Regions from separate parts of the Sus scrofa genome. Here region 1 is linked to region 2. A link is a contact called in public Hi-C data. All regions are on one chromosome and are shown on one strand. Each heading gives the region's core, a stretch centred on a gene start, on an enhancer-like site or on the middle of the called end of the contact. The rest is flanking DNA. Distances are from core to core; before and after follow the strand shown. Region 1 has its middle 50 kb from the start of ARMC2. Region 2 overlaps ARMC2 (armadillo repeat-containing protein 2).

Region 1 (6,082 bases), core at 19-2,518, 93 kb before region 2:
GTATTGTCCTTTTCCCTTTACTAAAATAAAAGCTCCAGGAAGGAAAAGACTGATGTATTCACTGCTATATCCCCAGCAAGAGAACAGAGCTCAATACATAGTAAGCACTCAATTTGTTGAATAAATGTATGCAGTTTCCAGTCTTTTTGTAAAACAAAAAAAAAAAAAAAGAAAGAAAAAGAAAGAGATACATGCACCTGTACATTCATTGAAGCGCTATTCACAATAGCCAAGACACGGAAACAACCTAAGTGTCCATTGGCGGATGAAGGGATTAAGATGTTATATATATACACAGTGGAATACTACTCAGCCATAAAAAGAACAAAATAATACCACTTGCAGCAACATGGATGGAACTAGAGACTCTCATACTAAGTGAAGTAAGTCAGAAAGGGAAAGACAAATATCATATGATATCACTTATATCTGGAAGCTAATATAGGCACAAATGAACCTTTCCACAGAAAAGAAACTCATGGACTTGGAGAATAGACTTGTGGTTGCCGAGGGGGAGGGAGAGTGAGGGGAATGGACTGGGAGTCTGGGGTTAATAGATGCAAACTATTGCATTTGGTGTGGATAAGCAATGAGATCCTGCTGTATAGCACAGGGAACTATATCCAGTCATTTGTGATGGAACATGATGGAAAATAATGTGAGAAAAAGAATGATATATATGTGTGTATGACTGGGTCACTTTGCTGTATAGTCGAAATTGACAGCACACTGTAAATCAACTATAATGGAAAAAAATCATTTAAAAAAAAAGAAAAAGAAAAAAGAACTCTTTCCTGAGCAGGCATCTTTTTCAGAACCCAGGTGTTGATATGATGAAAAAGGTATTCTTCTTGCTAATTCAAGTGGAATTCACAAAACCCACCCCAGCACTGGGTTCTACATTTTTTGTTGAGGCAGTTTTTACAAATGCTAATGAACCACTCCATTTGGCAAGGGAGACAGACACAATCCTCAGGCGATTTGACACTTGCTAATGATTGAAATTTCCCTTTGGCTCCATAAACAGTGGGGCCAGACCTGGCAGTGCTGGCTGATTAGAAGCCCCTTGGGCAGGCTTCCCCCAAAGGGCCTGGGACTGGTGTGGTTCTCCACCTGCCTGTGTTCTTGGGTGCAGGGTGATTGCTGTGGTAGGAGAATGAGAAGGTGCATTTTCTCGGTCTCTGTGTTTTCTTCTAACTCTCCGTCCAGAATTCTCTGAGCAGGAGGGGAAGAGGATTCACGCAGGCACACTCCACATCTCTGCCTGTGACTATGTCACAGAGGCTCTGGGAGGCGCTGGGCCAAGGCTGGGGCATATCTGGGGGAGAATGTCTGATTGTGCCCCACTCTGAAAGATGAAGCCCAAATTGGTGTGTGTGTGTCGGTGGAGAGGTGGAGCAAGACAGAGAGGATGAAGAGTTGCATCAACACGACTGCTTTTTAAGAAATGATAATTTGCGAAGGCGTTACTCTGTGTCTAGAGCAAAAGGCCCTCCTTCTTGTCATTTACAGAGCAGTTCTGCAAAAGGGCTTCAAGGCAACTCCAAAACACCTGCCAAGAACGAGGCATCAGCCAGGTCTTCTGACTGTGGCTGGTTCCTGATGCAATTTCTTTTGCTATCAGTTCCACTGCTATCATCTAGTCTCTACCCTTTGTGTGGGGAGGAGGGCAGGGTGAGCAGAGGGATCGTTAAACAGTGGGAAACCCGAAGGAAAAAGCAAAAGAGCCTGGTAGGGGAGTGTGCCCTCCCCTCCAGAGGTCCGCGGTCCAGGAATGATGACGAGAGACTGCCACCTATGGGCCAGCTTCCAGGGGAGCCCACACATGGGGTTTGGCGGGAGAGTGGAAAACTCCACACAGAGGCGTTTTCGGGGAACACTCAGTCGCTGCACCCTCGGCTCACAGACAAAAACACTCTCAGCTCATTCACAACAAACAAGCGTTTTCCTGATTTAAAGAACACTTCTTTTTTTCTCTCCCCTCAAGAACCTGATCTCGCGAGCTGAGTTCTGGGTGTAAAGAAAATAATAGACGCGTCTGGATGCACCCCTACATGAAATAGCTGTTCACATCCTTTGGCTGCCCGGTGCCACAGCAGACATGACTCCCGCACAACACCTAAAAATTTATGGCTGCTTAATAAAAATGAATCGGCACAATGAATCTGAGACAAGCATCGTCTTGATGTGCCATCCCAGCAGAAAAGCCATAGGATAAGAACCATTGGGCAAATATCAAACACATTACAGAGGGTGCCGAAAGGAGAGTGGAATGGGGCACAAAGGAGATGATGAAGTGAAATAAAAGTAGAAGGGGCCTCCCCCGTGGTAATGGTGATGGGATTAGAATGGAAGAGTATAATTGAATCAACTCTGCACCCCTTGTGAGAAAGAAAAAATTAACAAAATTTGAGCTTGTATGAGGGGGGATCTACTGTGTTATAGTGGTTCCAGTGGTCTTTTGATATTTGATGGTCCATGAATAGCAGATTATATTGTTCCCATGCCATTGTAAAATCAGATTTGTTGTACAATACATACACAATGTTGGATTTTTTTTTTTTTTTTTTTTTTTTTTTCCTTTTCAGGGCCGTACCCACAGCATATGAGGTTCCCAGGCTAGGGATCTAATTGGAGCTATACCTGCCAGCCTACGCCACAGCTGCAGCAACACCGGATCCTTAACCCACTGAGAGAGGCCAGGGATCAAACACGCAACCTCCTGGTTTCTAGTCAGATTCGTTTCCACTGCACCACGATGAGAACTCCTACAATGTTGGATTTTGACTGATGGAACATAACCTGACCTCTGATGCAGAGAAGGGAGTGGTATAGGTGTGTGTTTCTTTGCGTATATGAGTTTATGCGTGTGTATAGAAACATGTTTGTGTATATATGAAAGTGCATGTGTATTTAATGGAATAACTCGGGAGGGAATATAGTTCTGTAACTCCAAGCCAAAGGGGATTTAAAGGCCTGATGCACAGCATTGCAGCTCCTGAAGAAAAGCTAAGCCCACCAGGAGGAGCAGCAACCCCTGAGTAGGCTCAAGTTCAGGCCCTGGGGATGGATCAGAGAGACAGAGGTAGGCTATAGAATGTCCACAGAAGTCAGCAGGTGAAAGTGACCCGAGGTGTCAGGTCTATACTTCTGGTGAGTGCCTAAGGAAACACAGGAATGAGTGAATCCATCTGAAGCAGGAAAGAGACTTCCCAGCGCACACCAGGCTAGGTGAGGGAGAACAGCCCAGGACCTGCAGAGGAAGACAAGAATCTGGACCAGAACCACTCTCTTAGCCCCACCTGTTGAGGGTTATTATCATCAGTTCCTTAGGAAAGAGAAACTGGCTATTGATACCAAAACCAAGTGATGTCCTTTAGTGTTCTTTGTACATAAGCGCATACATAGTGCTAAATTCTCAGCAATGGCTTAGTCATTCTTGTTACATTTCATGATGTGTAAAGGCAAGGATCTGTCTAGACTTTGTAGTATTAGGACCCCTGGATTAGGAGGCACATCCCTCTCTGCTTTATAGATGTGAATCATAACCAGGAAGAATTTGGTATCTTTAGTGTATTGGTGAAAAATACGTACAATTGTTTCATTTATTCAACATTTTGTATAGATATCACCTATAAATATTTACCTTGCATCTTTTTAGCTTAGCTTTACGTATTTTAGACTTATCCATGTGGATGATACAGATCTAATTCACTCATGTTATCTGCTGTGCAGTGTTGCATTGTATAAATAATTCCCGTTTTATTTGCCAATTTGACTCCTAAAGATCAGGTAGCTTGTTTCCACTTTTTAACTACTACATGGAATGCTGAAAAGAACACTCTTTTGTTTGTATTTGCTTGGGCCCATGTATCGCTCAAGAACTTCTAGGCCCATAAAGATGGAATCGTTGGTCATAGGTTATGCATTAACTTTACCAGGCATTGGCTGATTGCTTTCTGCAGTGGTTAGATCATATTATATTTCCACTAGCAGTGGATGAAAGTTTTCATTTCTCCATTCTCACAACTGGTATTGTTGCTATTGTCAGAGTTTTAAATTTTTTCACTAATAGGAATGCAATAATATCTTCTGTTTTCAATTTGCATCTTCTTGACTGCTAGTGATGTCAAAGTATTTTCATGAGTCTATTGACCATAAAATGTCCTGTGCTGCTAATTGTTCCTTCATATTCTTTGTCTTTTTGCTGTTTGGTGGTTTCCCTTTTTTTTTCTTGCTTCTTTCAAAGAACTTATTTTATAGTTTGGATAGTTATCTCTGATCGGAAAGGTAGATTGTTAATATTTTCCCAGAGTCTGTGCTTGTCTTTTTACTTTGTTATTGATGTCATTTGTCATGGGCTCATTTTAAAAAATTTTGTAGTTCAATTTCTCACTTTTCCGTAATGATTTTTGCTCTGTGACCTTCTCGGATGTTGTATGTATTTTCCTATAGTCTGTCTAAATGTTTACAGCTCTCTCTGTAACATATCGGAAATTTACTACTTTTGTGCATACTCTGAAGTATGAATCTAATTTTTCTCCTTGAAAATACTATTACCAAATAGTCCCAGTGTCATTTATGAAATAATCATCCTTTCCTCACTGATCTGTAACGTCACCTCTGTCATATTTCACATTTCTATGTATATGTTAGTGTTTCTAGGTTTTTCAGAAAAGCTCTTCCATTGGTCTTTTTATCCAAATGCTGATATCAGAGTACTTTAATTACTATAACTTAATGATAAATCTTGTTTATCTGCTAGGGTGAGTCCTTTGTCTGTTTCAACATTGTTTTGGCTGTTCTTGGCCCTTTACGCTTCTGAGTGGGTTTTATGATCTGCTTATATAGGTCCCTAAACAAACATTTCCCTGGACTTATAATAGAGTTTATTAAGTTGTAGTGTAAATTTAGGAGAACTACTACTGACAGGATCTTGTCTTCCCATACATGAATATACTATATCGCTCCATTTATTCATTGTATTTCGATAAAGCTTTAGTGTTCTCCATAAAAGATTTTCACATCTTTCTAAAGATGTACTCCCTTGTACCTGATAGTTTTTTAATAGTGTTGTAAATGGTATACCCTTTTATTTTACCCTCCTTCTTGAATGACAGTTTAACTGTGTGTGGAATTCTAAATTGGCAGGTATTTTCTCTCAACATTCTGAATATAATTTCTCTTGGTGAACTAGGAATAGAAGAAAAATTCCTTAACCTGGAGAAAAGTATCTACCATAATCCTAAACAAATATTATTCTTTATGGCAAAATGCTAAGAGCATCCTACTTAAAGTCAGGAACAAGACAAGAAAACATATTCAGATGCAATCTCATCGTAATTACCAGAAACAAGCAGAAATGCAATTTTTAAAAAAATCACTACATATAGTTGGATCTATTCAAATGAAATCTGAACTTCAGTTTTTAAGCACTCTATTACATTATTATGATTATATGCTGTAATGAATTTATTCTTTAATCTTATTTGGGGCTTTCCATTCACCATGTTGTTCTTTTTATCTTTTTCGTACTTCTGTAGAGGTGATCCTTTTTTTCTTTCAAGTGATGATATTTCTACTTTTTCCTATTTACTTTTTTCTTTTTTCTTGAAGTATAATTGATGTACAATATTGTGTTAGTTTCAGGTGTACAGCGAATTGATTCAGTTTATATATATATATTCTTTTTTAAATTCTTTTCTACTATATTTTAGTAAAAGATATTGAATATACTTCCCTGTGCCTTACAGTAAATCCTTGTCTTTATCTGTTTTATGTATGGTGGTGTACATCTGTTATTCCCATACTCCCAATTTATCCCTCCCAACCTTTCTCTTTGGTAACCATAAGTTTGTTTTCTATGCCTATGGGCCTGTTTCTTTTTTTTTTTTTTTTTTTTTTGTTGTTGTTGTTGTTGTCTTTTTGCCTTTTCTAGGGCTGCTTCTGCGGCATATGGAGGTTCCCAGGCCAGGAGTTGGATTGGAGCTGTAACCACCGGCCTACGCCAGGGCCACAGCAACGCGGAATCTGAGCCACGTCTGCAACCTAAAACACAGCTCATGGCAATGCCAGATCCTTA
Region 2 (6,044 bases), core at 3,495-5,994:
AACAGAAACCTATTCCTAAATTGCTTGCCTTGTACCATTAGCCCCTGTGCTGCCCTCCAGGCTTGTCATGCTCTTCTTTACCTTCAGTCATGCCACTCCACTCCTGAGAGCAGTGCTGTCATTTGCCAGTTCCACTTTTAACCTTTTAAGCCCCACCTTATGGTCCACATCTCTCTCTGGGTCATCACTTCCTTCTCAGCATCCCTCTAGTCTTTGTAACCTGCTGAATTTCACATTGCAGTCCCTGATTAGAGATTCCATTAGAATTTTCTTTTCTCTTTTTTTCCTTTTTAGAACCGCACCCTCAGCATATGGAGGTTCCCAGGCTAGGGGTCGAGTCGGAGCTGCAGCTACCAGCCTACACCACAACCACAGCAACGCAGGATCTGAACCGCATCTTCAACCTATACCTTGGCTCACGGCAGCGCTGGATCCTTAACCCACTGAGTGGGGCCAGGGATTGAACCTGCGTCCTCATGGGTGCTAATCAGATTTGTTAACCACTGAGCCATGACAGGAAGTCCAAGATTCCATTAGAATTTTCCATTAAAGAAAAAAAAAAAAAAAGAGGACCTTAGCTCCTCAAAGTAGATTTTAAATTTCTTTTGGGCAACACCTTATATGTTCTTTATCACAGTAACACCTAGCACTGGGCTGCTCAGACAGGTGCTTGTTGACCCTGAACAAAAGAGAAAAATACCATTGACAGTTATACTAAGTTCTTCAGATGTACCTGTCACTGTACTGAGTAGAGACATTGCCCTCGTTTTAAGTAAAGGAAACCAAGAGTTTAAGTAGTTTGTCCAAGGCCACATGGATGATGAGAATTGGACCCAGAACTTGATCCCAGATAGTTTGGGTCCAGAGCCTACACACTGGACATCAGCCATTGTACCATGATGTTCACGCAGGGGATTTGTGAATGCCAGTCCTGTGTTCTTCCCGAGACCTAGCACATCAGGATCTGATATTTCATAAGAAGGACCCTTCTTTCCCTCCCCCTCCCCCAAATGGAGACACACAGTTGTGGTATTTAGCGAGACATCCTCTCCAGGGCTGAGACCTCAGGGCAGGTGGAGCAGGGAGGTGGAAGGCCATTCGATGCAAACTATCTTGCTGGATTCCAGTAGCTCTTCAGGACAATAATGAAAAGAAGGGCTTGCCTCTTATCATTCTCTAACTTTCTTGTTATTTCTGGAGTAATAAATCTGGGAACTTCCCTTTCTTCACACCCTGCCAGCCTTTTGGTGTTTTACCTTTCCACAGGGTTGACTTTTCTTTCTGTCTTGCGATCTTCATTTGCATCTCTGCTCAGAGAGTGTTGACAGAGAGGATCCCATCCCCATTTCTTTCTTTAATTGGCCAAGACATCTTGCTACCAGGTCTGTGTTTTTACAGTGTGTAAAAATAAAGCAATTGGAGTTCCTGCAGTGGCGCAGTGGGTTAAGGATCTGGCATTGCCACAGCTGTGGCTCGGATTCAGTCCCCAGACAGGGAACTTCCATATGCTATGGGTATGGCCAAAAAAAAAAGAACATATTTATGGGAAAAAAAATGATATTTGGACAAACTAATCCTGGGGGCAGTAGTCAAGGCCAAGGGCCAATACACAGCACTGAACATCTGCTGGGGATCTCACTACACAGGAAGGAGGAGCAACAGACAGACATGCAGATGCTCATGGGTGACCCTGTCTGCATATGTGTGCATCTTTATGATTTTTTTTGTAGCAAATATTGTATTTCATGGTAAAAGTGAAATCGTGTTGTAAAACTTGCACTAGTATTCTTTCAGTGCTTTTTTTTTTTTTCCACATTAGAATTCTGTACAGATATTTAAAAGTATTTTAAGTATCAGCTCTAGCTAAGGAGATGTTATATCCTTCATAGACCATCTCTACATTGTCTATAACCTTCAAAACAACAGAAAACAAACAAGCAAAAAACTCAGGCATATAGTCCTGCTGTTAGCCAGCCACACATTTTCATTTGGAGCACAAAATATTTGTCGTCTGGGGCCTGCTTAAATTTACCTTCAATTTTTTAACGTTCAAAATATTTTTTAAAAAAATATTTTAGAGACTATTAATTTTATTTATTTATTTTTGCTTTTTAGGGTTGCTCCCACAGCATATGGAAGTTCCCAGGCTAGGGGTTGAATCAGAGCTGTAGCTGCTGGCCTACACCACAGCCACAGCAATGCCAGACCCAAGCCACATCTGCGACCTACACCACAGCTCACAGCAATGCCAGATCCTTGACCCACTGAGCAAGGCCAGGGATCGAACCCACATCCTTGTGGATATTAGTTGGGTTCGTTTCCACTGAGCCACAATGGGAACTCCCTATTAATTAATTTTGAAATGAAGAAAGGAGATATAGTGATTTGTTGAAAAGAGCAGTTGGACATCATGAGACCTAGGTTCCAGATCCGACCCCCACTATGTGATCCTGGACACATCTGACTGGTTTGGAAACAATTTTCCTGCCCACAGCATGTATCCCTGAGTGAGAGCGGTTTCTTCTATCTCCTGAATGCTAGGCTTTTGTGAGGCAAGTATACAGTTCTTTCTTATTCTAACAGTGACCTCTTGTGGTGCAGATCCTTAATCTTTCTTTCTTTTTTTTTTTTTTTTTTTTTTTTTTTGTGCAGAGTAAACTTTGGATTTATTTTTTGTTGTTGTTTCTAGTAACTGTATTTCATACTGAAACACAACTGTGACTTGTTTTTAAAAGATAATTCTTCATTGGATATCAGAGGTTGATTAAAATGCGATATAGCACACCAAACTCTTATTTCATAAACAATTCTCTGGGTTCTTCAAAAATTTCATTTTCAGTGACTCCTGACACTTACAAAAAGAGAAATGCTCTGGGTTTTGTTTTGAGTATTGTGTGTACTCCTCTTCCTCCTAGGGACCAGGGCAGGAGGCATTTGAGAGCCTCCTCATGCCCCAACAGCTCAGGCTGGAGCAGGCTGGACACCAGAGCAGGTGAGTCCCCCATTTTCTTAGAGGTCCCCAGGGCTCAACCTCCTCTTCCGCATTCCCATGAGCAGGAAAATCATGTGCACTGTTGACTTAAAGATATGCACAACTTAGGAGTTCCCTTTGTGGCTCGGTGGTTAAGGAACCTGACTAGGATCCATGAGGATGTGGGTTCAATCCCTGACCTCGCTTTAGTGGCTTAAGGATCTGGAGTTGCCGTGAGTTGCGATGTAGGTCACAGACACAGCCTAGATCTGGTGTGGCTGTGGTGTAGGCCAGGAGCTACAGCTCTGTTTTGACCCCTAGCCCAGGAACCTCCATATGCTGCAGGTACAGCCCTAAAATAGCAAAAAAAAAAAAAAAAAAAAAAAAAAGGAAAACTTAAAAGTTGGGAGTTTAGTTTATTGGGAGCAAAACCTGGGCTATAGCCGGGGAGGCCACATTTCAAAGAGCTCTGAAATACCACTCCAAAGAGGTGGGGGGAAATGTCAGTATATATATGCTTTTGGTGAAGGGGGAGGTACATGCAGCCAAGCACACATTTTATAGGTCACTGCTGGTCACAAGGAGCAGATGTCACCGTGAAGGATTTTAGTGCTTTTCTAGATAGGAGGAGATGCAAGAATTGGACTCATAAAAGCTTCTCCTGAAAATATCTACCGGAAGACCTGTTCTGCCAGTTTTCCCAGAGCACAGAGCGTCCTACTCCTGATCTCCATCCTGAGCTCCTTTCAGGGGTGTTGAGGGTCATGCAGCTGCAGCAGCTCATGATTCAATCCATGTAGAGGCAGATGCCAAGTGCCAAACTCCAGTTCATAGCACTAAAGGATCTGATGTTGGCTCACTCTTTGAAAGTGCCAGGAGCTTTGTCCAACTCGGTCACATATCAGCATTTATTTTTTGTAATTTTTCATTATTTTCACAACAGCCTTAGCGCTCTTACCATTACCCGGCTTTAGTGGCTCAAACATATAGAGATTACAATCTTAATGCCTGCACAGAAATTATTGTGTAAAGGCATTTGAAAGATTGCAAAATCTGGCCTCCACATAGTTCTTAAGTTCAAAACTTGAGTCAAAATCATTGCTCAATTAGTTGAAACTGTTTTAATTATATGAAGTCAGCCCTTTGTGGCTTTAAACTGTTTGCTATATAACAATATAAATTACAGGCTAGGAGGGCTTGGGATGTATTCATGCAATGAAATATAGCAGTTAGAAAAACGAACTAGAGTGCACTTATAATATTGAATGAAATGAGTACAGATATAACATTATGTGAAAAAATTAAGTCCCCAAAACAATGGTGTGTATTGTTTCTGGATTCAGATCTATGTGGTAAACATGTAAAGTCAAGCATGATTAAAAAAAATAACCGTTCAATTTGAGTGTTGGTAACCCTTGGGGAGGGGGCTGAATGGGGGAGGTACACAGAGGGTATTAGTAATAAGTATAATGTTTATTTCTTTGAAACAAGGAGAAAAATGAAAATACAGTTAATATTTGACAAAACTGTGGGTAACACAGGTGTTTGGTTATATTCCTTATACATTATATTCCTTTTTGAGGTGCATGAAATTTTACAAAACCAAACAAATATTTGGTTCAAAAAATATTTTCTTCTCTTCAAGACTAATTTCTTATCAATACAACAACTTTTGTGCCCAGTGGGAATTTCTGTAGCACTCAGGAAAATCTTAGACAGACTGATTTCCACGTCAGCATTGTTGCTAAGCCTTTTACATGTCTAAGCTAAAAACAGCAGCCAATGAAGATTGTGTCAAGTTTTTGTGTCCAGAACTCAAAGCTGCGGTTAAGAACTATAACCACTGAGACAGCAAAAAAATCTTCAAAAACATGCTGAAATTTCTGCTCGACTTACCCAATTTCCTGTTGAATCATAATTTTTATATTTAGCAACCTGTGAACCTAGATGAAAGTGCTTTCTAAAATATCAGGTTGTTGCCCAAGACTGAGACAAACTTTATTTATTTATCTTCTGCGGATCTTAAAAAGTAACCATGTGACCCTGGGCTGCAGTTTCTAGGGCAGAAGCCGGGTTCTTGTCGAAGATGGGATTTTTTTGTGGCGAGCAGCGTTGAAGGAGGTGCGTGAGGGGAAAGGCTGGAGCCGGCCACCACTGCTCGCACAGCGGTTCCTGGGAGAGGGTTGAAAGCAAACTCTTGCACCACAGGGTCTGGCTGACTTCTGTTCCGAGAAGAAACAAGTCTTAGAAACATGCAGGAGGGCCTGCGAGAGCCTTTCCTTTCCAAAGGTTAAATAAACTGCTCTGTGATTTCTGGCTCACCCCTGTAATCCAGCTCTTCCTGAGGTGCACATGATAGCCATTGCGTTTGTCCTGAGAAATGGTTTGATAAGCATGTTTTCTCATAGAGCGCGCCTACTAAAGAGCCTGTTACATAGAGGTTAAAACTGCTGATTTGGACCAATTGGACTTGAAGTCCATATTTCTCACATATTTAAGTGTGTCATAAATATGTGTCGATTAAAATATTCATCTGACTTATGATCTCCTGGCTTTCCCCTGGCCTTTATGTAAGTCGATTTTACTCACCATATTCTGGAATTTGAATATGCCCCACACCTGGAAATACAGCAGCTCTGTTTTTTTATACTGCTTGACTAGTCATGCTCACCTTTAGAATCCATACCTGTAACTTAGCAACATTAGGGCAGGCTCATAAAAGTAATGATCCAAAGAGATGGAGGTGGTGGTCTCCAGTCCTCTATCAGTGGTTCTGCAAGCCCCAGAGCTCTGAAAGCTGAAATAATGTTCAAACTCACTGAATGGCGATGCCTGACCTGTACTGCTGGGAGGCCAATTACAGCCTTTATTGCATTAGCACGACTAGCCACACACTTTGCTGCAGGACGCTGTCCCAGAAGACGCTGCTGGCGGTAGCATGGAACATGCAATGTGGACACCAGCTTGCCTGACTAAAATTCAGGTTTTTCTGAATCCCCAGCCACATCTATTCCCAAAGGCTTTGGCTAAGGGATAGTGAACTGGTACAGACTGACTTTGTCCTAGAGACAAT

Evidence for each region. Hi-C and Micro-C count contacts between places; a contact is called where the count stands out from the background.
Region 1: a contact with region 2 is called in a Hi-C map of liver, with 4 times the contacts expected there. The contact joins two enhancer-like sites. A contact is called at or near these places in 6 of 47 Hi-C or Micro-C datasets (alveolar macrophages, embryonic fibroblasts, fetal heart ventricle and 2 more).

Annotation. Positions count from the first base shown.
Region 1 is chr1:74,871,168-74,877,249 of Sscrofa11.1, forward strand. No RefSeq gene overlaps it. Among named protein-coding and RNA genes, the nearest start is that of ARMC2, 50 kb to the right of the region's middle. Within about 2 kb of position 1,269, at least 10 of the 83 cell types and tissues checked have an H3K27ac peak or open chromatin away from gene starts, as enhancers often do. A contact at or near this core is called in liver, where this site is marked.
Region 2 is chr1:74,961,002-74,967,045 of Sscrofa11.1, forward strand. It overlaps ARMC2 (armadillo repeat-containing protein 2), which reads left to right. Exons shown (of 19, transcript XM_021090841.1): 6 at 2,916-2,992. Among named protein-coding and RNA genes, the nearest start is that of ARMC2, 40 kb to the left of the region's middle. Within about 2 kb of position 4,745, at least 31 of the 83 cell types and tissues checked have an H3K27ac peak or open chromatin away from gene starts, as enhancers often do. A contact at or near this core is called in liver, where this site is marked.